Linked DNA regions of Mus musculus: region 2 is linked to region 1. A link is a contact called in public HiChIP or PLAC-seq data. All regions are on one chromosome and are shown on one strand. Each heading gives the region's core, a stretch centred on a gene start, on an enhancer-like site or on the middle of the called end of the contact. The rest is flanking DNA. Distances are from core to core; before and after follow the strand shown.

Region 1 (3,693 bases), core at 761-3,260:
GATGACCATAGAACCGGAGACTGGAGAATCTGGGGTGAGGCAGAGTGACTCAGGAGTATCAGGATTCAGCCAGTATAAGCACCAACCAAGTGGGGTCTTCAGTTCCTTCACGTTGTCCAGTCCTGGTTGGAACCTGTCTCTAAGCAAGGGCAAGCTAAGGTGGCTCCTAAGCTAGAAGCTTCCTCTGTTAGCTCACTCAACCAAGGGCCTTTCAAAAGTTTCATTTAGAAACCGACATGCGAACTTGATAAGACAAACCCCTAACCTAATGTCTGCACCCAGCCCATCAAGGCTGGGACGTTGGTCTGCCCTGTTCACGATACGTCTTCGTGGTCGAGAATGGCACCCCAGCCTTGTCCATGCACTGCAGCCATCTGGACCTTGTCCTAGGCCTGCAAAAGGAAAGGTGCAGGCTCCCTAGACGACACGAGTCTATCAGCCTGTCTCAGGCTTCTTCGTCTCCAAGGAACTTACCCAGCACATGCCTAGCAGGTAAACGGAGGCCCCCAAAGTAATGTGGACAGGCCAAGCTAGCCCTGCAACCAAACTCCCCTCACTGCTAGCCACATACTAACCGCCCACATCTCATCTTCAGGTTGGCTATACTGACTGACTGGTCAAGTTAACGCATATTTCTGCCCCCAGGTAGGACATCCACACAGGCACCCATTTCTCCAGGGCCACGGCTGCTCCAAATTCACCCATGTCTGGGTACTCTATCCCCATCTAGTCAGACTCCATATCACCTCCACCCACCCAGCCCTTCACAAGGGGAAAGATGGGCCCTCCCAGAGTGGACTGATCCAGGGCGTGGTCATGAGTTCATGCTAGCCCCCTCCCAAGGCTTCTGTCGTAAAAAAAAAAAAAAAAAAAAAAAAAAACAGCTCCTTTTGAGGATCAGACTCGTGCTCTTCCATTGTCCTTCCACCACCGGACCCAGAAAATACTTGGAACACTGAATGTTTCTTCAGCGACTGGTGGGTAGGTGGGTGGGTAGGGGGTTGAGTGGGTGGGCGAGCTCAGGAACGGGGGCACATGCACATCCACATTCCCACTCAAGAAAGAAGCTCCCTCTAAACCCTGGCCTCTCCACTCCTGGAAGCCCCAGTACCCCGTCAGGAACTCCTAACATGGTGTTCCCAGCCTAGCACACAGCCCTGCACACCACTGGCCTTTTCAGCCTCACTACCTCCTATACCTGAAGAGAGCTGCTGCAGACATGGTCTCTGAGTGTAGATTCCAGCAGCAGCGCTACACCATCCCCGGGCCTCTGAAACCCCTCTTGGACAGCAGGAGACATGGGAACACGAGGGCTCCCAGTGCCCAAGACATAATGGCAGTTAATAAATTAGCAGATAAGGCAAAAAAGAGAGACAATCCTGACAATTTTAATTGCACCACCTGACACACTGGCTCCTTTTAAGAGCCCTGCCTGGCCCTGAAAGAGGACAACCTGCTAAGAACTTTGCAGTGGGGAGCAGAGAGGATTCGCTCCACTCACCAGGGTGGGAGAGGGGCTACTACTTTGTATTGCAAGCGGCCCTCTTTCTCTGCAGCTCATTCATTCTCATAGCCATAAAGAGAGGCAGACGGGCTGCTGGCTGGTGAGGAGGGGAGCCGGGGAGCACGTTTCCAACTCCATACCCATGGAAAAGAAAGGACAAAGGCAGAGTCTTCTGCCAAAGTCACCCAGCCAGCAGGAGGATGGTGGCTGCAGAGATTTGCTAGGGCCAGAGGGGAGGCAGCCATGAAGCGCCCCCCTACATCTGATCTGAGCATTTGCCTGCAGTCTGCATTCCAGTTCCCTCCATATAACTCCAGGGAAGGAGTCTATTAACTGTAGATCCCACTTCCCTGTGGCTAACATGCATCAGTCCTCATTTCCGAGAGGCTCACCAGGAACGAGTGTGACAGGCCTTTAAATATTTGAGCATGTGTACTTAGCAACGCTCTCTCCCAAGTCTCCTGGCCTAGGAAAGGGCTTTTACATCCTTCACCTCTGAGTCACCCTCTGCTGCTCATCTGTCTCACAGTGAAAGTCACTCTAGCTGGAGGGAACGGGCACTGCTCCCCTCCCACCCTCGGAGCTGAGCTCTGCACTTCTCGCATGGGCACAGCCCGTTGTAAGCGCCATTGGTTTGACTGGTGGCCTCGGCAGCTTGGCTGCCTGTTGAGTGTGTGCAGAATTTCAAACTGAATAGGACCACTCCTTGGCCATTCTTCACTGGATGTTGTTCTCCTCACAAGCTCCAATTTCTTCACAGCTCCACTCCACAGTCCCCAGCTCAGGGGTGACAGGGAGATCACACCCATATTTCTAAGCCTAATTTTCCTCCAAATAAACATTGCATAAGGCACCTGCAACCTACAACCCAGTTACATTTTGATGATTCCAGCATGGGCTAGTTCTGTACAGACACTAAGAATACTGTGCTTGGTGTGTGTGTGTGTGTGTGCGGTGGCACTCGGGGCTTGCTGTCCTCTTGTCTCTGGGAGGGTCCTGGTGCCTTTGTTGGAGTATGACTCATCTGATGGGACGCTGGGGTCTGGCTTTGGCATATGGAATCAGTGCCTTGCTCTCTACATGGGGTTGGTAGGGTTCAAGGGTGAGCAGATTCAATCTGGATCTGTCCTGGGCTTCACTGAAGGGTGCAGGAAGATGCCGGTCCTAGAGAGCAAAGGGCAAGGACTGTTTGCCACCTACCCTGTGTTGTTCCAACACAGCCCTTAAAGACAGGCTCACTACCCCCAGGAGGAAAGGGCGCCTGCTCAGGGAGGCTCCCCTGATGCACACCCTTCCCAGGCCCATCAGCTTTCTCAGAAGCTAGTGTCTCTCCACCTGTTGAAATGGGCTGTAGTGTCCCATGTGGCACTAAGATGGGTGGGGGTGTCACACCTGCCCCCAAGGGTGCCCGTGCCCCGAAAGCAAAAAGCTTGAGGATCGGCTCCCAGAAGGGCCACAAGATGATGTGTGGCTGGGACGGCAAAGAGCCCCAGATGACACAGAGCACCTGCCAGCCGTGTATAGGGAGAGCGATCACTCAACAGTCCATAAACATTGATTACTACTGCTGCCCCTCCCACACTGGTGCACCCTGGCAGAAGCGCGCTTTCTTCCCAATCAGGCACCTTCTAGGCCAAGAGCTCTGCCTAGCCTGGTAGCCACCGGCTTCAGGTGAGATGGGGCTCGGCAGGTGTCAGGGAGAAGGTATACCAGGGCATACTTGTATGACTCTGTGTTCCCCGGTTTTCACCAATCCAACCAGTTCCCGCTGGTTCTTGGCAGCAAGAGTCAGGGTCTGAGTCCCCAGACTGAAAGCTTCACTCGACAGGCACACAATTGTTCCTCGGATTGTTGTCCCTGCAGCTTGGAATGCACAGGAGATCATGGGCTAACACATACAGGGCAGGCCCAGGAAAAAGCCCCAAGAGGAATGCTGATACCAGGCAAGCACTCCAGCTCTCTGCCTCCTGAACCAGTGCACTGGACTAAAAATGGTCCTTTGGTAGAAGGGAACTCCGTGACCTCTGGAATGCCTACTCCCCACCCTCCCCAGGCTTGTTCGGCAGTTAACAGCATGGTGCCTCAGGCCACCCCAAATCCAGTAACCTACCTGGCCATGGACCTAGTGCTAGGCTAGTGTTTCATGCTGAGGTGGGCCGGGGGGGGGGGGGGGGGGGGGGGAGGAGTCA
Region 2 (3,693 bases), core at 351-2,850, 330 kb after region 1:
TGCTTCTGTCTCAGGAAAAAAAAAAAAAGTGGCAGGAGAATGAAAGCCACCTCTTACTAAGGTGGACGTATCATGCCAGCCTAAACTGCAGGAAACTTCTGTCTCAAAAGGAAACAACCTAACAAGCTCTTCTCCTTTTAGGGGGTCCACCCCCATAAACATGACCATCCTAGCCCCTAAGGGCAAACAAAGATCTCAGCTTTGCTTAGCCTACCAGCAGTTCCCTAAGGATTTTGCCAGAACAGGATCCACACTCCCTCACAGAGACAGCTGCCTGGAAGGGGGCAGGTGTAGGCAGCTTCCTGCCAGCAATGCTCAACCCAGCAGGGATGGCAAGAGGGGCACCTCCAACTACTACTGTCAAATTCTCCCTGAACACAAAGAACTTGGAGACATTGTCCCCTGCCGCGGTTCTTCAGGAAGAAGTCAGAGCCAGAACCAACATCCTCAGAGCGAGGACTTGGAGAGGAGAGTCCTGGAGAGGAGGCATCGCACACCCACGCCCACTCCGACACTCGGGATTTCAGACAAGCACCTTCTTCAAGTAGCGATGCACACAGGGTCGCGTTTAGCACAAACAAATCCTCCTCCTGGAAGCAAGGTGAGTCACTGCGCACAGATATCTCTTCCTCGGGAACACCCAAAACTTAAGGATGCTGGCGCAGTAATACCTATCTTTGAACTCACTCACTGAATCGGACGGAGTGTGGGTGTGCCTGGAGCCCCCTGACACGTGTGTGCACCGCGGCGCGCGCCCCTGGGCTGCCTGCTAGAGTATAGTGCCTTGGAGTTTGGGAACTCCGGTCCATCACTCCCATCACTTCTCACCGTGGGGAGCAACGGCGTCTCAAACCCTGGGGACCTCTGCACAAGGTCCAGGCAATACACCTCCCTTATGGGCTCTCTTCTCCAGGCAGAAAAGTAGAAAAGGGCCTGGCTGAGGCTCGTTAGTCTCAACTTCAGCCGAGCGACCCTGCTCTGTCCAGCCCCTAGACTCCACCGCCCGCACGTGCCCCACTGGCCCCCTAGTGTTGCCCGGGACCACGCGGGACGCGGGTGTCCTCCGAACTCAGCAGCCTTACCGGTCCCAGGGTTCGGGAGGCGGGGTGGGAGAGCTCGGCCGGCTGCGGCAGGTCCACGCGGGGCGCCAAGTCTTCCAGCCGCGGCGACCGCTGCGGGGCCCCGAGCGCGTAGCTGAGGCCGGTCCCCACCCCCGGGACTGGAGTTTGCAGAGGAGCCCGGCAGGAATGCACGGAATGGGCGCTGGAATGAGACGCGCGCGGCTGGGGAGGGAGCGGAGGGAGTGGCGCTGCCACCCGCACCTTTGGGAGGAGACCGGGCCAGAGAGAGGCTGGGCTCCACGGCTGGGCGGAGCCCGGGAACCGCGGGCGGCCACGGGACAGGACACGGCGGAGACACCCGGGAACCCCGCGGACCCCTCGGCGCCTCTCGCCGCTCGCACCCACACCCCTTGACTCTGATCTACCGATTTCCCGCTCTCATCCAGCTCCCCACACCCCCGGGTTGCGTTGAGTCCTAACTGTCTCTCCACCACCTCCAGCCGAAAACCGTCCCCTCCGCCGGGGTGGGGCGCGCCTCGCTGCGCTCCTGGAGTACGCGGACAGGAGCAGGAAGGGCTGTTCCCTTCCCCGAGGCTGCTACGGAGGACACTCGCTCCGGGAGCAGGAAGCAGGAACTCCCGGCTCTGCTCCCAGATCCGCCACCGCTTTCCCTCGCCAGCCCTCCCCAACATCAGTCTTTCAGTTCTTTCCTTGTCCCTTGGGATCTGCAGAACTGTCACTTCTCAAAGAGCAGGAAAGGAGAGACCAGTCATGGGTCTACCGGATGCTGGGAGAAATAATAAAGATTAGGTCCCAGCAGTGGTTCATAGAGAGCTGGAACTTAGCTGGTTACCCAAGGTACAGGACAGAGTCGCCATGAAGTTAGAAGTCTGAGTTTTAAAGAAGGGTGCCAGATCAATTTAGGAGAAACACGTGAGCTCGGGCTGCGAGTCTTTAGAACCATTTGGCTTAAATCAGTTACTACCTAGCTCCCGCATTCACCTTGTCACTTTGAGAAACTTAAAATCAAAGAAAAGCCTTCACTATTCCCCAAAATCAAACAATCTCTGAAGCACTAGCATTAAGCTTTTATTGGTGTGGCTCTCCCAGCCAGAGCTGGTGAAACAAACTCGGGCCAGCAGTAAATCTCCAGAATTATCTTATCGTTTGCTCAACGCTAACAACGCAAGATGGAGATACACATACTACATGAGGGTAGGGTAGCACGGGGAGACGCTGAAAGAAAGTATTATAAATGTCAGGGTTGTGACCGAGAGAGGCGATCTAAAGAGTCCACGGAAATGCCAGCATCACCACGGGACTGAGTATCTATCCAGCCTCGCAAAGCGAGGACTTTGAAGGATGCAGCCCTCATTTGGATGTATAACTTCTGGTGAGCTTATTAAATGGTGAGTCATAACAAAGCCTGGTCACATCCCATTCACATGAAAAGAACATTGCAAGGCAGCAAGCGTATCTGTGAGCGTGAAGTACAGACTGTCCCACCACTTAATTGGACACTCCTTCATTGAACCTGGTACCAAGCTCAGTGCAGAAACAGACCCCTGCCTTCAAGAGGTTCACTGTCGAAGCCAGACAGTAGTTCATTATTGCAAATCCACATGAATTTGAGAACAAAACCAACAGAATTAATTCAAGGCACTGGGGTGACTTTCCCCAGTTTAATGTCTACTCCCTGTGTGTGCTAGGCAATGCTCTACCAGTGTGCTATGGCCCCAGCCTTGATTCCTTTTGGTTTCTGAGACTGAGTCTACTGAGTTAATCAGGCTGACCTTGAACTCTCTCAGCTGCTCTGGCCTCAGCCTTAGGAATAGCTGGAATTCCATTACAGGTCTCTGCTACCAGGTCTGCGGGGTGACCTTGATCCAGCTCTTGATGGAAACCTGAGTTCACCAACCGCTGTTTCAGGAAGGTTTGGTGTGAAAATAAGAGCTAGTAGGTGCTACACACCAGTGGGGGTCCACATGTGAAACGACAGCAGGACCTGAAAACCAGCATGAACCAAAGACTAAGAGAGGTGAGCCCCAGACTGTGAGGCTCATACAAGCTATACTGAAGATGTGGCCGTCATCAAGGCCACGCAGACTCAGGACTCACTTTCTTGATTCTATCATTAGACCCTCTGATGACAGTATTGCATGCATATGGAGACCCCTGTCCTGTCCTAAATACAAGAAGTGACCCTGTGACTGAATAGAGGCTCAGGATCCAGAAATGAAGATAAGGTCATGTGTGATCTGCAGATAGAAATTGTCTTTGAGGCTGAGACAGAAAGCATTTACAGCAGGATAGCTGGCCACGTCTCAACTGAAGGAAGAACTCTGGCCAGCTGTGGCCAGGGCCAGAGAAAGTTAAAGCAGGCAGAGCAAGCATTCGAGGCCAGCCTGGACTACGTTGCAAAACTCTGCCTCAAAAATAAATATAGGGGCTGGAGAGATGGCTCAGAGGTTGAGAACACTGACTGCTCTTCCAGAGGTCCTGAGTTCAATTCCCAGCAACCACATTATAATTCACAACCATCTATAATGGTATATGGCGCCCTCTTCTGGTGGGCAGGTACATATGCAGGCAGAACACAGTACAGAATAAAAGATAGATAGATAGATAGATA

What was found. HiChIP or PLAC-seq counts read pairs in DNA pulled down with a chosen protein or histone mark.
Region 2: a contact with region 1 is called in an HNF4G HiChIP or PLAC-seq map of pancreatic cancer cells. The contact joins the promoter of Tead4 here to the enhancer-like site in region 1. A contact is called at or near these places in 13 of 39 promoter capture datasets (the 3T3-L1 cell line, 3T3-L1-derived adipocytes, cranial neural crest and 7 more), 1 of 15 datasets of contacts at CTCF or cohesin (embryonic stem cells), 39 of 484 Hi-C or Micro-C datasets (the C2C12 cell line, the HL-1 cell line, the HPC-7 cell line and 17 more), 4 of 115 datasets of contacts at active chromatin or transcription factors (astrocytes, embryonic forebrain, pancreatic cancer cells and 1 more) and 2 of 9 other capture datasets (adipose tissue and embryonic stem cells).

Annotation. Positions count from the first base shown.
Region 1 is chr6:127,972,186-127,975,878 of GRCm38.p6, forward strand. The region is part of intron 1 of Tspan9 (tetraspanin 9); the gene reads right to left. Among named protein-coding and RNA genes, the nearest start is that of Gm15870, 29 kb to the left of the region's middle. Within about 2 kb of position 2,011, at least 47 of the 459 cell types and tissues checked have an H3K27ac peak or open chromatin away from gene starts, as enhancers often do. A contact at or near this core is called in the C2C12 cell line, the HL-1 cell line, astrocytes and 6 more, where this site is marked.
Region 2 is chr6:128,299,213-128,302,905 of GRCm38.p6, forward strand. It overlaps Tead4 (TEA domain family member 4), which reads right to left and starts at 1,601. Exons shown (of 12, transcript NM_011567.2): 1 at 1,083-1,601.